2 separate regions of the Mus musculus genome follow, and region 2 is linked to region 1. A link is a contact called in public Hi-C data. All regions are on one chromosome and are shown on one strand. Each heading gives the region's core, a stretch centred on a gene start, on an enhancer-like site or on the middle of the called end of the contact. The rest is flanking DNA. Distances are from core to core; before and after follow the strand shown. Region 1 has its middle 9.1 kb from the start of Gm31845. Region 2 overlaps 1600002D24Rik (RIKEN cDNA 1600002D24 gene).

What was found. Hi-C and Micro-C count contacts between places; a contact is called where the count stands out from the background.
Region 2: a Hi-C map of the G1E-ER4 cell line shows a contact between it and region 1, with 3 times the contacts expected there. The contact joins two enhancer-like sites. A contact is called at or near these places in 2 of 15 datasets of contacts at CTCF or cohesin (CD8 T cells and pro-B cells), 5 of 484 Hi-C or Micro-C datasets (the Ba/F3 cell line and the G1E-ER4 cell line), 6 of 115 datasets of contacts at active chromatin or transcription factors (astrocytes, cardiomyocytes, double positive thymocytes and 3 more) and 1 of 9 other capture datasets (embryonic stem cells).

What each region holds. Positions count from the first base shown.
Region 1 is chr16:95,656,856-95,661,313 of GRCm38.p6, reverse strand. No RefSeq gene overlaps it. Among named protein-coding and RNA genes, the nearest start is that of Gm31845, 9.1 kb to the left of the region's middle. Within about 2 kb of position 2,648, at least 68 of the 459 cell types and tissues checked have an H3K27ac peak or open chromatin away from gene starts, as enhancers often do. A contact at or near this core is called in the G1E-ER4 cell line, where this site is marked.
Region 2 is chr16:95,901,986-95,906,443 of GRCm38.p6, reverse strand. All of the region lies in intron 1 of 1600002D24Rik (RIKEN cDNA 1600002D24 gene), which reads left to right. Among named protein-coding and RNA genes, the nearest start is that of Gm41508, 17 kb to the left of the region's middle. Within about 2 kb of position 2,718, at least 11 of the 459 cell types and tissues checked have an H3K27ac peak or open chromatin away from gene starts, as enhancers often do. A contact at or near this core is called in the G1E-ER4 cell line, where this site is marked.

The DNA.
Region 1 (4,458 bases), core at 1,399-3,898:
CCCCATGTGCTAGGATTACAGTTGTGCGCCATCATGGCAGCCCAGTGTTTCTGTTTTTATAATGACAAATGCAAAGGTTCCAGTCCCCAGGGTTAGAAGGCAGAGGGTCTGTGCTCCTTGAGTCACAGCCAGCACACAGCCGTGGACTGTGGCAGGTTTGCACAGAGGCCATGCTTGCTTGGGGTTTTATTGTGCATAGGAGCAGATGCCAGGGGCTGCTCTGCTCTGCTGGTGGTGGCGAGAGCCTGCCAAGCTCACAGTGATGGCAGAAGCTGCGGGCTGAGCTGTCCTCTACTCTAGGGTTGCCATTGTCTGATTGCAGTAGCAAGGATGCTTGTGTGTGGTCCTGCCTAGGTCAAGCCGTCTGCACTCACAGGTATCTGGCATCTCCTCAGCCCTGTGGTGGGTAACGAGCTATCACTCATATCAGTCACTGTGAGCAGGGGAAGATGAGCAGTGTTGGGCCCACCTGAGGGGTGAGACTCTCTTCTATCAGTGGTTCCCAATTGCTGGTCTAAGTAATTCCTGGGGCCTCAAGAGCCTCTAACAGCAATGGAATATTGTCTTACACCAGGGTGTCATTTTTCTTTACACATGCATTTATTGCATTAAAAAAAGACCTTTCCATCCCTCGGGTTATGTTGCAGCTCCTGCTGTCCTTGCTTTTCCTGCCATGCAGAGCCGTGATGCCTTCTGAGCACCTACAATATCTTTCTAGAAGCTCAGAGACAGACATGAGGGAGATTAGGTCATTCCTGTTCCCACAGACCTAACTTTCTTATCAAGGGGAAAGCACAATAAATCAGATCCGTGGAGTGGTCGTATGGTGGCGTAAATAAGCCAGGTAAGGCCAGAGGGGCCTGCTCCTGGAGAGACAGTATAGGCACACGAATGCCTAGTGCCCAATGGCTTCCCCCAGGGGTGCTAAGAACATTTGCAAACACCTCCATCCACACAGCAGAAGAGGGACCCGTGCAGCAGCAGGAAGAAGGCAGCTGTGGGGAGGTCTTGCTGGATGAGAAGATGGAAGAAGATTGGCTACACAGCTCTGTCCTCATACTGCCACGGGTGTGCCCCACTCCACGTGCACACACAAGCGTAATATACACGATACTTTAAATATCATCATTCCAAAAGGCCGTCCTTAAACATACTAGAGCTACAATCAGTGCTCGAAGAGATTGGGGTATCCAAACGAGACAGAGACAGCCTAGGGGACATCATCAAAATGCTCTAAAACTACAGGTGGGGCTCAAAAGAATTATCGGACACTTTTTAAAAGTGATAATTTTGTAGGCAAAAATAGTATAATTCTAAGTTTTAGGCTTTTAGCATGTGTTTTAAAAATCTGAACAAAACACCAACCGATGAAATATTTTGTTTTTTAGCCCTGAGGTCCTATACTGTATGTCACAGTAATCTCCAGGTGACACCAACTTAGGGTGTTGCATGCAGAGGCGAGGACAGGGTCTGCCTGCCCCCAAACACTATCCAGGAAACAGAGGCATTTTAATTTTGCCCCAGAACAACTAAGAACGGATCACTCAGCTCCAGCCCTTCCTGGCAGAGGCTTCTCCGATTGCATAATCATCACCGGGCGCCCGCCTCGCGCTCGACGCGATTTCCGCATTCATTTTACAAGCCATAGCTTGTCTCCTAACGTAAAGCACGTTGGATTGTAAACCCAAGCAAGGGAACGGAATGTTCTCTGGGCTCAGAAACCCGACGCATTTACCCTCTCTGTGTTCAATGCTATAGAACGTGTCTAAACAAATTTAGCCCAGTCTCCCTGTTAGAACAAGTAAATGATAAGCTAAGAATCGTGTTAAAAGGACTTAGAATCAAGGGGGTTGGAGGGAGAGACAGAGAGACAGAGAGAGAGAGAGAGACAGAGAGAGAGAGAGACAGAGAGAGAGAGACAGAGAGACAGAGAGACAGAGACAGAGCAGAGGAGGTTCAGACCAGAACGAAAGGCGGAAGATCTGTGTGTTGTGAGACACTTCACTTTTAATAAAACCAACCTCCCTTTTCTCTGATGTCATAGTTACAGCAATACAGGCAAAGACTGGTTCCATCACCTGAGAGGTAGTGGACTGCTTGCAGGTCCTAGGCCTGCTGTCCCGTGGCTCAGCTCATTGTCCCTCCTTAATGCTCCTCACTTGGAAGACAGCCATGTTTACAGTCCTGCCATGAACAGCAGCAAACTCAGTTCACTTCCCCAGAGATAGAAATAGCAGACCTGTGGCTAGGCCTGTGTGTGAGCCCTGGGTGTGGTCGGTTGTCCAGGTAGTCAAGGCCTCTGTGAAACGGCACCCCCTGCTGGTGAGGCAGGGAATTGCCCAGGCACCTCAGAACATGAGAGGGCTTGGAGATCTAAATTCTTTACAGAGGTAATTAGGACAAGGAGAGGCTATCAGGAGCAGGCCCTAGTGCAAGAAGACCATGCCTTGATGAAGAGACTTCAGGACACAGACACATGCGGAAGGTAGCTCCCTAAGGGGGAAAGCTGCCATGTGTTGAACAAAGAGAGGCCCTTACTCACCCCTGTGCTAACTTAGAGAGAAATGGGTTACAGCAAGTTACACTGAGTAGAATCAAACCCTAGGCCAAGGATTGAGAACCGGAAAGTGTGGTTGGGGAATGAGAGGCTGCCAATTGTCTATGAAGAGAGATTATTTATTCTGGTCCCTCATGGTGAGTCAGGAGAGAGTCAGGGAAGGCGCTGTCCCCTAAGCGATGGGCCCACGATCTGCTGACATCACCCAGTTAAAGACATTTTTGTTTATTTTATTTTAAAATTTGTAGCCAAACAAGTGTTTCAAAGGTCCCAAGGGTGTTCCACTGTAAGCATCAAGGTGGGCCTGGAACCTGAGACTTATGAAGTAGTATTTGATTCAGTCTGAAGCATTACCAACAAGGAGACCTGCTGGGCATGCTGGGAGGCATAGACCTGTCACACCAGCACTTGGGAAGTGAAGGTACGGGGGTGGGGTGGTGGGAGTCAGGAACTCAGGGTCATCTTCAGCTACACAGTGAATGTGAAGCCATCTTGGGATACTTGAGACCCTGTCTCAGATGATAGACAGTCAGAAACACTGATGACTAAGGTATTGTTTCTCTGCATAGAATTTACCAAGCAGTCTGTGTAGTGTTCTTCCACCACCCCCCCGCCCCCATATATGTATATATAAAGCTTTGAGCACACATTTGTCCTTGGCATCGGAATGGTACTCTTTCTGAGGTTTGGCTCGGTCTCCAACATTTGTCTCTTTTGTACTTACAAAAAGGTTTATTTTTATTTTATGTGTATGAAAATTTGCCTGAATGTGTGTACTAGGTACATGCAGTACCCACAGAGGCCATAAGGGGGCATCAGATTCCCTGGAACTGGAGATACAGACAGTTGTGAGCCATGGTGTAGGAGCTGGGACCCAAACTCAGGTCCTCTGCGTGAGCAGCAAGTGCTCAGAGCAGCTGAGCGTCTCCAGGCCCCTGCTGTGAACTTCTGATGTTGTGAACTATCTCCAGGTGGTCCCTTTGAGAGACTTTTTGCTGAGTCTGAGGGACATTGGTGTCACCACAAACACATTCATGTGTGCTAAGAAGCCATGTTCCGTCAGCCCCTTGGGGGTCCCTGATGGTAGATGTTGATTGTCAACTTGACAGGATACAGAATCATGGTAAAGACCAACCTCTGGGTGTGTCCATGGGGGAGCCTATAGATTAAGTTCACTGAGGTGGGGAGATCCACTTAACTGCAGCTAACACCATTCCAGAAGCTGACAGACACCATTAGCTTTAGTTGATAACTTGATACACCTGGGAAGAGAAAAGCTCAATTGAAAAACTATTTCTATTAGACAGGCCTGTGGGTGTTTTCTTGATTAATGATTGATATTGGGAAGGTTCCAGCCCACTGAGGGTGATGCCAACCTGGGCAGGTGGCCCGGGTTGTGTAAGAAAAAGCAAGTTAAGCGAGACATGGGAAAGTAAGCCATGAACCGCATTCCTCCATAGTGTCTGCTTCGGTTCCTGCCTTGAGTTCCTGTCTTGGATTTGCTCAGTGATGGACTTCGGCCTCTAAGCCAAATGAATCCCTTCCTCCCCAAGTTTTGGTCACAGTTTTACCATAGCTAAGAAAAATCAAACTTAGACAGCATAGCATGGTCCAAGACAGGATAGATGGTCACTGCTTTCTGTTTGTCTTAGAGTTTTATTGCTGTGAAGAGACACCATGACCAAAGCAACTCTTATAAAGGCAAACATTTAATTAGGGCTGGCTTATGGCTTACAGTTTCAGAGGTTCAGTCCATTATCATCATGGTGGGAAGCATGGCAGTGTGCAGACAGACATGGTGCTGGAGGAGGTGAGAATTCTACGTCTACCGACAGGCAGTACAAGGGGACATTTTCACACTGGCCAGACTTTCACACTCATACATGCACACACTGCATGCA
Region 2 (4,458 bases), core at 1,469-3,968, 250 kb before region 1:
GTATTCTCTGCAGGCAAGCTCTCTTCTTGCAGGGCAGGTACCCAGATATCTGGTGTTCGAACCAGACTCCTGGCAGAAGTTGTGTTCCACTCACTAGAGGTCTTAGGATCTCCTGTGGAATCCTGTGTGGGCCCTTGCGGGTGTCAGGCGACTCCGCTGGCAAGGTAGCCCGGGGCTCGAGTGGAGCGGAAGGGGTTTGTGCCCCAGATCAAGCCCGGGTAGCCTGCTTCCCTATGTACAGCAGTCTCAGGTTCCGCGTGATTGGATTGGGGCAGGCGCTATGTTCCACTCACCAGAGGTCTTAGGATCACGTGGGGAGTCCCGTGTGGGCCCTTGCGGGTGTTGGGCAAGACTCTGCTGGCAAGGTAGCCCGGGGCTGGAGTCGAGCGGAAGGGACTTGTGCCCCAGATCAGGCCCGGGTAGCCTGCTTCCCTATGTACCGCAGTCTCAGGTTGAGATACTTGTGTTTTAGTGTTGATCTGGTTCTCTCTGCACCAGGGGTGTTCCTGTGGTGTCTCCTCAACCCTTTTCTGGTGATGAGTCCTCTCTTCTCTTCTGCTCAGCCATTGGCTGATCGGTTTTTATTGACAAATCAGAGAATAAATGGGGAGCAATGTTTACACAACATCAAAATCCAACATTCTTAGAATAAACACTACGATGCCCTGTTCGGATTGCAACCAGATTGGGGGAGGGGGTAGGGAAGAAATCAGTATTTGAAGAATTCAAAGATAATCTTTACGCAGTGCAGAAGAGCATTATACCTACATATGAGACTCAGAGTGGACTAGGTGGCCGTGGTGCTTGTTACCATGGCAACCTGGTATTGATCAAGCTCTTCAGACTCCATAACTCTAAGGGGTCACTGACAAAGCACTGACAGGGTTTGGAAGGTCAAGCTGGGCTGGCATTTGAGGGTGGTGGGCACAAACAAGTCAGAGGAATGGTCACAGTTCAGTCTGAATGAGTGGCCTGGGACTGTTGTAACAGTGTTCCAGCAGTTTTGTGGCTTAGGAATGGGGAGGTTGTCTCCCAGCTACTGTGAAGTCTGAATTCAAGGCTGAGCCTCAGGAGAGGCTGGGGAGCAGTCATGGTCTCCTAACTTCAGGTTCTCAAACCCCAGGCCTAAAGGGATTTTTCCTCCTAGCCTCTTAGAACCCTTTTCTTGTCTGGGAAATCACACTCATCAAATGGGCTCGGCCTGGCCCACTCTGTGAAAGGGTCTCATTTTACTTGGTTAGTTCAGAGATCCCTATCTTGAAATCAGGCCACATTCTGAGGTATTTAGACTTGGACACGTCTCTTCATATCTTTCCCAGCTCTCTGTTTGTTTTGCCATACAGGGCTAACAGCGAAGGCATGTTCACCCAGGTATGTAGGTTCGCTGTGCCTATTGATCCACACCCCACTCTCCTCTCTTTCTCCCTGGGCCTCCCGCTGATCTGCTTTGCTCCCCAAGCAGTTGTGGCTGCACTTTCATGCCCGTGTCACATCTGTACACATGTGACTGATGTATCTAGGGCTCACAAATGAGAAAACAGGATATCTGTCTCCTGCAGAGGGCTGGCCCACCTTTCTGCTTGTTTCACAGTTTGCCATTTTCCCTGCAAATGGAAATGCCATCTTATAAAAGTCACTTGACCTGGGTTGACATGTTGTAAACAACTTATTCTCTTGCTGCTCCTGGAAGATGTGCCTGTGATTGAGAAATGGAGAGCTGGCAAATAATCCTTCTACCTTGCCAATGTAAGCAACCATAGCAAACTTATACACACACAGACAGACACACACATAGAGAGACACACACACACAAAGACACACATACACACATACACAAAGACACACATGTACATACATGCACACACACAAACACATACATACAAATACACACATACACGCACATACACACAGACACACACATACACACATGCACACATACAAACACACACAAATATACACACACAAACACATACACACAGACACAAAGACACACACACAGACACACACACACATGCACACATACATACACACACTTACACAATACAAACACATACAGACACAAAGACACACATACACAAAGACACACTCACACACACATGCACACATACATACACACACATATAAACACACAGACACACAGACACAAAGACACACTCACATGCACACACATGCACACATACATACACACACTTAAACATATACAAACACATACACACAGACACATACATACACACATACACAAAGACACACAGAGACACACACAAAGACATACACATATATACATATACACACATATACATACACACATATAAACACATGTACACATGTACACGTGTATACACACACACACACACACACACACACACACACACAAGCATGCATGTTTTCCCACACCCCTGGAAAGGGAAGAGAAATGGGATATGAATATGGTTGAATATGTTATATACATGTGTGTAATTGTTAAAAAAAAACCTATCCCATGAACAATAGATAGAGGAATAAAAAGTAAGATGTAAGAGGAGAGAGGAAAGATGGAGAGGAGTCTGGGGGACAAGGCAGGCAGAAGAGGGAAGGGAAGAGCAGAAGGATGTTAGGCACATGTATGTGTTTCTCCTCAGACTCAGGAGCAGGCTGTGCAGGCAGTGAATGTGGTCACCGCCTTGGTAAGGACAGCCAGTCCTGGATGGAGTTGGGGGTACAGGCAGGGCAGCCAATTTCTTGGCAAGCCCTCTTGGGGTCTCTATTTACCAAGTAATAAACCGGATCTCCCAGCCCCAGAGGGTGGTTTGTGGTGATCAGTAAAGACATTTGAGAGCCACTGGGGAGGAGAGGAAGGAGATAAGTCCAGGAGCCGCATATGTGCAGATGTGATATGGAGATGCTAGGGTGGCAATCTCCATGCAGGAAATCCAAGAAATTCCCCAGTTAAGATTTTACCAAAAGGTCAACTCTCCTCAGGCAAAAGAGGAAAAACAAAACAGAGCAAAACCAAGAGGCAATCTTAGAAATGGAGAAAAAGACCTAGCCAGACATTCCTGGAGTATAGGTGCTTCAGGGGAGCAGAGCAGAATGATGGCGCTTACGTTTCCAGCCCTTCTGGAACTTTCTAGGGTGGTGTGCAACATAAAACCTGCCCACATCTTTATACATGCTACATTTGGGAGATTTCGATTTGGAAGAAAGTCCCATAAGGAGGTACTGGTGGCATGCGGAGCACCCAGCCCGGTCACCGTGCCCCAGGATCGCACCTACATTCTTGAGTGGATGAAACCTCCAGATGATATCTTTTACCAAGGCCAAAGAGGGAAATGAACACGCCATCTCAGGCAAAAAAGGCTTCCTGAACGAGTAGCTACTAATAGTCATTGGCCAGCCTCTGTTCCTTCTCGGGCACTGGGGAACCATATGTATGCAGTTATTGGACCTTCTCATTAAAGCAAAGCCAAACTCTGGTGGGAGAAATGAACAAATCTTTCCTTGAATGGTATGGAGCCTCACAATGATAATGGAAGACACTCTTATCTCAGGTTGGAGGCGAGTTTTAAGTGTGAGGGGCACAGGGGATGAGCTAGCAGTTTGTTCACTTGTGCAGTGTGTGCATGTGTGTGTGCATGTGTGTGTGCATGTGTATGTGCATGTGTGTACTTGTGAGTGTGTGCAAGTGTGTGTGTACTTGTGAGTGTGTGCATGCCTGTGTGTGCTTGTGTATGTGTACACACGTTTTTGTGTAGGTGTGAATACACACCTGGAGGCCACAGATCAACATCAGGTGCCTTCTGTACTTTTGAGACCAGTCTCATTGAGCCTGTAGCTCACTGATTGGCCATGCTGGCTGGCCAGTGAGATCCAAGGATGCTCCTGTCTCTTAGCTGCCCACCTTTTCAGAACCAGGGTTATAAGTGTGTGCTATTAGGCCTGGCTACGTGGGTGCTGTGAAACTGAACAGGTCTTCATGTTTGCATGGTAAGTACTTTACTGACTGCCCCCTCATTTCCTCTTAAAAGTAGGAATAAAGTGGCCCTGAGTTGTCTAAGTTAGGTATGCAAATTTCAGAAAGTTGGGGAATCCCAGCAGAGGAAGGAATGAATTCCCTTAGAGCCACACTGACTGTGAACATGTGACATAGAGCTTCCTGGTTTGTCTCTTACATCATTGATATTTCCCTAACCCCCCTTATATTTATTCTTTTCATTGTAAGCATTTTCCATGCCACTGAAAAGTATTTGAAAAGAAATTGATTAAAAAAAAAAAAGGAAAAGAAAAGAAAAGAAAAGAAAAGAAAAGAAAAGAAAAGAAAAGAAACCATGTTCAGGCTGGAGAGATGGCTCGGCAATTAAGAACTGGCTGCTCTTCCAGAAGACCCAGGCTCACTTCTCAGTACCCACATGGCAGCCCACAACTGTCTGAAACTCCTGCTGCTCCAGGGATCCAACTCTCTTACACATGCAGGTAATACAC